Regions from separate parts of the Siniperca chuatsi genome. Here region 2 is linked to region 1. Evidence: chromatin contacts called from public Hi-C data. All regions are on one chromosome and are shown on one strand. Each heading gives the region's core, a stretch centred on a gene start, on an enhancer-like site or on the middle of the called end of the contact. The rest is flanking DNA. Distances are from core to core; before and after follow the strand shown. Region 1 holds the start of ctps1a (CTP synthase 1). Region 2 holds the start of LOC122863993 (schlafen-like protein 1).

Region 1 (4,080 bases), core at 1,298-3,797:
CAAACAACAGTAGGCTATGTGGATGTCTTGTTGTTTAATCTGAACGAGTCACAGTTTGACAAAATTGAGACTGCAGTGCTCCCTGCCTGGACTTTATATCTCACTGAGCACAATGAGGATAATACCCTGCGATCCACAACACAGGACCATTGACCTTTCCACAGTACACTGTAACTAACCACTTTGGACTGTGGCCATTTATTATATGGAGCAGAGTGTGCAGAAAGTGTTGTTTTGTGTCAGGGAGAGAAAAAGGAACCTGTGTGTAACCCCACAGGAAAACATCTCTGTGCCTCCGACCACTAAAGTGTTTCTGCTGCGGGATCAATTCAGCCTCGCTCTGTCGCTTCTGAGCTGCAGCTTACATTATCAGTGGAGTCAAACTGTTACATCTATTGTCAGGACAAAATGGCTCTGACAGTAGTAATTAAGCTTATTCTATTCCTGGAGTTATATTAATGTATTCTAGTTATTCTTTATTGATTTAAGAAAATAAAAGATGTGAACAAATGGATTTGTTTGGATTCTCTGCCACTTGGAAATAACATATGAACAATGCAAGGAGCTCTAAACTAAATAATTTAAAGCCGATAAATACCTAATACAATCTGTAAAGCTCAACCAAACATGTAGTCTTCTTTATCCGCTCTTTATACATGAGGAAAATACAACTTTTTTTCCTTCTCTTGTCCAACATGACTTCAAACGTGAAACATGAGCGCCCCCTGCCGATTCATAAATGGAAAGTGTGCTGCCTTCAGGCGCTCATTAAAATAAAACGGCCAGGAAAAGTCATAGTAGGCTACATGAGAGGGACTTGTTAAAGATGTAGACAGTGGTGCATAGTAACTAAGTTCATTTATTTAAGTATTATGGTGTAGTAAAGTTTTGAGGTACTTGTACTTTACTTAAGTATATCCATTTCATGTTACTTAATACTTCTATTCCACTTCAATTCAGAGGAAAATCTGTACTTTTACTTCACTTTTACTACAGTACAGTTACTTTGCAGAGGAAGATTTTACATCCAAAACATATCATAGTTGATCAAATATGATGCATTGTTGCATTACTGCATAGAAGGAACTGTTCAATAGTGTATATAAAGCAAGTAAAATTACCTTCACATCGACCAGCTACAGCAGGGCTATTCAATTACAAATTCAGTTGGGCCAGATATTTTCAGAAGCTTTTTTTAAACCTTTGTAGCTTTTGGTAATGACGTATTTTAAACAAAAGTAGTAAAAAAAAACAGCAGGCGTTTGGAAATGGCGGTAAAATAAGGTAATAACGTAAACTGACGGTTTTCATTGTCAAATTTACGTGTCAGGGTTGACAGAGGCACATTTTCAGTAGAGCACTTGTTGTGACCGTCAGCAGCCAGGTGGTTTGAAAAGCTACTGAGCCGGTCGGCGCTCACGTGACATCACGCTGACTTGTGAAAGATACGATTAGCGCCGCTGTCGCTACATCCGTAAACAGCCCGCCCGATCAGCACTGCGCATGTGCGGCGCTCAACAGAGACGAGAAGGAAGGCTCCCTCGTCAGCTCCTTCCATACACTATATATGCAGTTTACTTATTCAGTCATATGTCAGATTTATGTACGCTGGGCCACTCGGAGGTTGCTCCTGGGCCGCTAACTGAATAGGGCAGAGCTACAACATTGGAGTATTGCTTACATGTTAATAATAATCCAGTAATATTGCATATATAATAATATAACTCTCTGAAAGGCATTATGAGTACATTTATTTTTGAAACTTTAAGGACATTTTGCTTCTAATAATTCTGCCCTTTCACTTAAGTACAGTTTTGAATGCATGACGTTTATTTGGAATTAATTGTGTTCACATTGTAGTATTACTACGTTAACTTGGAGGTGGTACGAGCATGGAATCTGTATTAACAATTTATAGTACAGGTGGTTTTTTAAAATATTATCTTTGACATGCTGTGCATACTGTACATCGTAGTACGAAAACCGTTGTGTTTTATTTAATACACCAAATTTGCTATAGGATTATTATATTACTATTATAGACCTTTATTCTTGTGCTAATATTTGCTGAAGCTCAGTCACTAGCATTAATAGATTAGTGAATAATATAAAATTGTATTTTCTTATTTCAAACATTGTCCAAGTTTTAGTTTTCATGCATTTCAAGACACGTTTCACATATACAGCAGTTAGCACTACATATTACAGTTCACCATAGTGTTTAGATATTAAATACTGCTAAAAAATCTTTTCACATTGGGGTTTGGTGATGGCACCCAAATATCAAGTTTAAAATAAAAACCAATAAAATAATATAAAATAAAATAACAGCCTAATGGTCATTTTATCATCAATGAATGCCATGGTGTATCGTTGTGGTTATTATCGAGAGCGAGAGGAACCAAAATGAATAACATTTTTTTTTTTTAAACTTCTGCGTCTTGACAATTTATACTTGTGAGTCCCTTTAAGTGACATACACACGTCAAAGATGAATGAAACATTCCCAAGTGTGCAGCAGCAGTTTACGAGGCGTACATGAAGGTAGCACAATGTTGTAAGTGTAATAAATGATGCACTGCAGCCCTGAATCGTGGTCCATACACGTGTAGAGTCAATTTGAGGATAGATAGTCTGTAGGGTCAGCACAGTAGCAAAGGCGTTGTTAGTTGGATCGAAATTTCGTCTCTGGCCAAAGGTCTTGTAAACTGTTTTCGTCATCGACGATTTGGTTTGAAGGGCAGCTCTGGCTGAAGAATACTTTGGTGAGTTTTGACGCTGTTAACAGAGGCTGTTGGCTAGCTAGCAAATACTGTTATCTTACAAGCTATATACAATAAATAAGTATGACTTCCGGTTAAAAAGAATGAAAATAAAATTATGTTAGAAATACCAAGAATGTAGCAGTGTATTGTAATGACTTATTGTATTTTAGCTGTAGTCTCGTAACCCAAAATAGAGTATATAATACTGGAATAGACAGTCAATTTTAACTATTTCGCTGTTTTGTTGCAATGCCATTCGTATAAAAGTTAATAAATAGCTAACTTCGCTTTTATTTTGAATGCATTGCCGGGTAATCTGGTCACATGTAAGTTGGCGAGCTTGATGCAGTTGTTAGAAATGGAGAGCATGTTAGCTACCCTACAGCGGTAGTGCTTTGTTCAGCAAACGTTGAATGTGTCTGTTTTCCACTGCAGACACCAAAAGAGGCCTTGGTTTGTCTGATAGTAATTCTTGTACGCCGATATTACTAACGTTACCCCTAACAGTTAGCCAAAAGCTAGCTAATTGCGCTGGCGGTATTACTTTGGTCACGTTGACTTTAAGGAAAATGGTTACCTGGACGGGCGGTTCGCTCACTTGTAGTCTTGTAATATAAGGGAATCCGGAAATTCCCACCCGCTCGGCCCTTGCTGTGTTTGTAACCGAGCGCTTCCAATGTGCCATGCTTTATTTGGTGAAAAACTTTTAGGTTTCAGCTTTACACAAACCCTACTTGTTAAATTTGGTGACCTCCGAGTTTTTGTAAGTAGTGGTTTTAGGCGGCAAAGGTTTATTTTTTGTTCGGCTCCCAATTAGTTACCTTGGCAACAGCTACTTTGGGTCCACGTTGTAGAACACGGACATGGAGGTTTAGCCATTGTTTTAGTTAGCTAAATAGCGAAATTGTCTTTTACAGAAATGTTCTCAACCCTTATTGTGAGCTAATAGCTAACGTTAAAGGCCAGTCTAAATATTTCCTGTCAAATATCTAAATACCGATTAGTTAAGAATCAGACAGGCTGCAGAAAAAAATATTAAGTGTTTAATTAATAAACATATTTATATTTTCTAAATTCAATGTACCCATACAGTAAAATATAATGTAGTACAATAGCCCTACACAAGATAATGCACTTGTAAATAATAAAATGTTGTTTGGATAAAATTCTTAACTCAAGGTTCACTTACTAGATTACTTTCGGAGCTTTCAGCTACATCTTGTGGCCTTCATTAGCAGTTACAATCTACCCCCCCTTTACCTTTTCAGTGTTGCACTGCAGTGGTCCTTGTACTGTAAATCGCAAATACAGTAAT
Region 2 (4,693 bases), core at 785-3,284, 180 kb before region 1:
GCTGAATTGATTAATTAGACAATTTTAGACAAAAAAATTGAATATAATAATGGGATACACTAATATTTCCCCACATTGAAATATATCCTTGCAATATGAAGAGGGCTTTGAAACAGTATTTAGGGAGATAACATTTACAGAATTTTTTGGTGGCTGATCAGGGTGGCAACTTTTAGGATTTGGATTTATGAAACTGAGGCTGCAGCCCGCACAGTAGGTGTGGGTTAAATACTATAAGCCAAAGACAAGGGGTCTTTCTGAAGAGGTTCCAATATAAGATAGATCAACTTAAACATGATGTCATTCACTAGAAATCATCCCAATTAGAGAGGAAAATATTCCACAAACAAAACCAGCCCTCACATGGAAGATGTGGCTTGAAATCCTATTTACATGAATACACAAAACTGACATGAAACCATTTGGTGTAATCAATTTCTGCCCTCCAGCAACTCTCTGCTACAGTGTTTCCTCTGAATTTTGTCCATTATGAAATCCAGTTCCGTGTTTGTGTTACAAATGATTCCCATTGTATTTCAGTTGCATAAAAGCTGTTGCCTTGACATTGCTCCATGCTTCACAGAGCCTTTGTTTCAGGCATCATCGGATTGCCACTGCTTACACTTAGCATCATATTATCATCTCGGCTCCTCTGAGGCTGGAGCAGCATATGGCCTCTCCTCACTGAGGTCACCGGATGGGTTCGCATGTGTTGACCTCAGATTCAGGACATCGACACAAGCCGGGGGAAACATGGCTCTTAACTTAGAACAACACTGACCTCAAGTGGTTGTTTAACAGCGACTCATTAAACAGACTAGAACTCTACTTCAAACACCCTTACATATTGTTTTCATGATATTATGCTCTGATTATAGTGATTATCATGCACTTACAACATGCTCATACTGCTTTCATGATGCTTTACAATGTTGAATGAGCACCACGGCAGGTAAAGTGTTACAGCTGCACAGCAGACTGTTTGTGCTCAGTGTTCTGCTTCACTTCCTCAGACAGTGAAAATGTGCTTGTGTGCATTCCACTATTTAGTTAGTAAATGGCATGGAAAAAGAGGCGAGGTTTAATAAATGAGGCTAAACTCTATTTGTGTGCAAATACGACTTACGGATTAACCTGCCAGGACGCCCTGGGGCAAAAATGAGACGAGGGTCCGTGCTGACCCCCATCTCCTTCAACTATATGTGCATTATGTATCAAGTACTGTGCACACAGTAGAACATGCATGGTATGTTAATCATATTTTGCCTTGAGCCCCACAAACCAACCAGTACTCTTGTCCTAGAATACACAAATGTGCAGCTTTTAAACTCTACAGCAAGTGAAACTGGCTTCACTTCCTCTATTTGTTACATGAGCATGCATGAACAAATACATAATTCCATATATATATATATATATATATATATATCATGTGCTGAAGTCATTAACAGAGAAAGAAAGGTGTATTATTTCTACATGGTGACATTACCTACGTTTGGGGGTCACTTGGGGAAGTATAAAACCCCAATCACAGAAATCTAAATAGACTACAAAATCATATTTTTAGGCAATTCTCATAACATTAGAAAAAGTCTTAAAGTATTAAGCTGATAAAACAATGTTAAGGATGTGTTTTTTTTTTAGCTTTTTCAGAGGTTCCAGGTTCTGCAGGACCCCAATAAAATAAATAAGGTCCTTGTCATTTCAGTTGTGTGTAATCATGTTCATACACAATCTGGTAATTAATCAAATTATCACAAACCAACTGACTTTAAGTGAAGGGCTTCTGGGCCCCCTGGAGTCTGGGCCCTGTGACAGTTGCCTACTTTGCCCAGCGTTGTTTAGGTCATTTGGAATGCACTGTTGTAGAGTCAGTGTCAAATGTCCAAACCGAGCTTGATTCATTACATCTGATGTGGTTTCTCTCCAAAAACCTCGTAACCTGACTGTATTAACTACACTCCTGGGAGACAAACACGAGATACAGTTTGGGCATTCTAATGCTAACATAAGGAGAATTCCATTCCGTGATGCATCATAATTTGAAATGATGTCGTAAAGAGGTTCTCAGTGTTGAAGTACACTTGAGGTTCATCCACAGTTTAGACAATCACTTTCAAAGCCCCAACAGGTTGACTTTCCCCAGCACAGCAGGAAAAGGTAAGATGCTCGGTTCACTGCTGTATATTTGCACACACTCATAAGTTTTGTCATCATCAGCGTAGTGGCAGAGTGCTCCCTCGCCATGCCTCATGGCTTTGATTGATCATTGTTTTGATCAGCCTTGACTTTATGATTTATCAAGCCTCCTCGTGTTCATTTATCTATTTAGCACACTGACGCCCCCTTATTATCATCTCACGCTGTGTATCTTATGCTGAATCACACACAATAAGCTTCCAGACAACGTGCTGTATGTGTAAAAACTCACATGTAAACCTGGAAAATTCATAGCTTTCTATGTTATTGTTTTGCTGCATTGTCAAGCAGCTGTTGTAATTCACAGCTAAATGCATCATCGGCCTTGGAAGAGGAAAATGAAGGGGAGAGGGAAGATCCCAGGTACATCATCCAAAAAGTCCCGTGGCCGTCTGAGGCGGCCATCTTACTCCCCGATTCCATCCACATCAGCTCATGTGGGGACCTCTCAGTCACAATCATACCGATCTAACGTCTCCACTCCTGCTGGCTCACCAATCGCCAGTCCAGCTAAGAAACAGAAAGGGACTGGCTACAATCATTCCTGGAGATGGAGAGGGCTTTATAAGAAGAAAGGCAAAACCAGAGGGACCTTAGGGACCTCCAAATGGGCAAAACAGAAGAGACGCTCTGGGCGTTCAACCCGCAATCCTCAACCACAGAGACCCAAAGTTCAAAACCAGAGAGCAAACCAAGGAACACCAGCGAAGGTGAAATCAGAAGTGCTGATGGTGACATTGTCTATAATGATAGCAATGAATACCAACTGACTGATACATTGGCAGGCCAATATTATCACCAATATCACAGATTACAGTAGCATGAATGTTGGCTTATATACAAAAACATTGTAAAGCAGTAAATTGCAAGAAGAAATGTTTTAGTCACAACATTTTTAAGAATACGTGACTTTCATTTTTCTCAATTTAAGTAAGAGTTCATAATTATTATTTTTTAAATACGTGGTCAACAACATATTTATATATATTCTTTAAGCCTTGCTTTTGCCTAGAGCATACACTACTCCACTGCCATTTTTTGATTATGTTCACTATTTCAATTTAATCAGTTTTTTTTTAAGATTATGATGGTGAAAGCCTATTTTTTGTAACTGGAACAACAATATGTAACTTCTCTGACCTAATCTCACTGACCCAGTGTGCTATATTCTCTCTCTGTGACACCCAGTCTATCAGAGGACAGGACATCACCAGCTGCCGGTGGCTCCACTATGGAGCCCACATTGGCAATGAGACACGCAGCATCGAGTTCAAACAAGGTGGCGGTAAGGTTACACTGTAAACACAATTTACAGCTAACAAGATAGACCCCTTTAAAAATCAGTCTCCTTGGGTGGACAATAGGGATTATTTTTTTGATTTATTGTTCCGTCTAATAGTCTAATTTTCTGTCAACTGACTATGATGATTATTAATTAACTGGCCAATTGTTTCAGTATTAGCTTGAATTTATGAAACTTTAAAATAACGTCTTTTTGATCTTATGATCTTTTCAAAAACATTCCAAAGTGCATACATTAGAAAACATTGGTCTCATGTTGCTGTGTGGATGGACAAAACCCACCCAGACCCAGACAGAGTCTGGCTTTAGCTTAAAGGAATAGTTCGACATTTCCCCTAACCAAAGTGCTTTTGTTGCCTAAACCTCACTCAGAAAACACACCCCAGTCTCTGGGTCTGGGCTTTGTGCAGCCACCATCCATTCCATTCCATTTATTTAGCTGACACTTTTATCCAAAGCGACTTACAATAAGTGCATTCAACCATGTGGATACAACCCAAAAATTGTAAGAACCATGCAAGAACATCAACTTCATCAAATACGCTGAAATGCTGCAAGTGCTACACTTAGAAACAATAAGAGATAGAGAAAGAGATTTTACAGTTGAAACAGATGAGCGACGGAAGAACAGTTTCTGCTGTCCTGATGTCTCGTGGTTTGTTGAGCGGAAGCTGGGCCCGGCTGGCAGCAGCAGAGCGTAGTGGACGAGTCGGGGTGTATGGTTTGACCATGTCCTGGATGTCGGATCCATTCCGATCACCGCTCTACAAATTCCGTGCAGGAAGTTTATTTGTGAAAAAACGTTGCCATGGAACATAATCCAGGCAGCAATTCAATTTTCCCTCAAAAAACATTGGCAATACAAAACAGTAGTATATGAACGTAATTTGTAGGAGAATCCAAATCAACGACATGAATTTCACTGATTGATATTGTTTTGTGTGTTTACATTTTTGAATTATTATTTGTTCTTTAGCTTTCGAATTTACTGCTGTATTTTGTAGTTGATATGAACTTGCTAAACTTCTTCCTGTCCTTTTGTGTTGTTGACATGACTGACTCGCTGTTTCAGCGACCACCCTGCATGACATAAATAGGAAGTCAACCTGAAGATTTACAAATGTGTCTGATTTCTTTGGCTTCCTTCAGGATGTTACATGCAGAACACTTTCTGCGAACACGTTTGCATCTA

The links. Hi-C and Micro-C count contacts between places; a contact is called where the count stands out from the background.
Region 2: a Hi-C map of skeletal muscle shows a contact between it and region 1, with 7 times the contacts expected there. The contact joins the promoter of LOC122863993 here to the promoter of ctps1a in region 1. A contact is called at or near these places in 2 of 3 Hi-C or Micro-C datasets (skeletal muscle and an unstated tissue).

The regions. Positions count from the first base shown.
Region 1 is chrLG17:24,154,441-24,158,520 of ASM2008510v1, reverse strand. ctps1a (CTP synthase 1) reads left to right here and starts at 2,547. Exons shown (of 19, transcript XM_044170946.1): 1 at 2,547-2,765.
Region 2 is chrLG17:24,331,347-24,336,039 of ASM2008510v1, reverse strand. LOC122863993 (schlafen-like protein 1) reads left to right here and starts at 2,034. Exons shown (of 5, transcript XM_044170973.1): 1 at 2,034-2,160; 2 at 2,491-2,909; 3 at 3,388-3,484; 4 at 4,651-4,693. The coding sequence starts at 2,511. It overlaps LOC122863994 (a long non-coding RNA gene), which reads right to left and starts at 1,948. Exons shown (of 3, transcript XR_006375126.1): 1 at 1,771-1,948.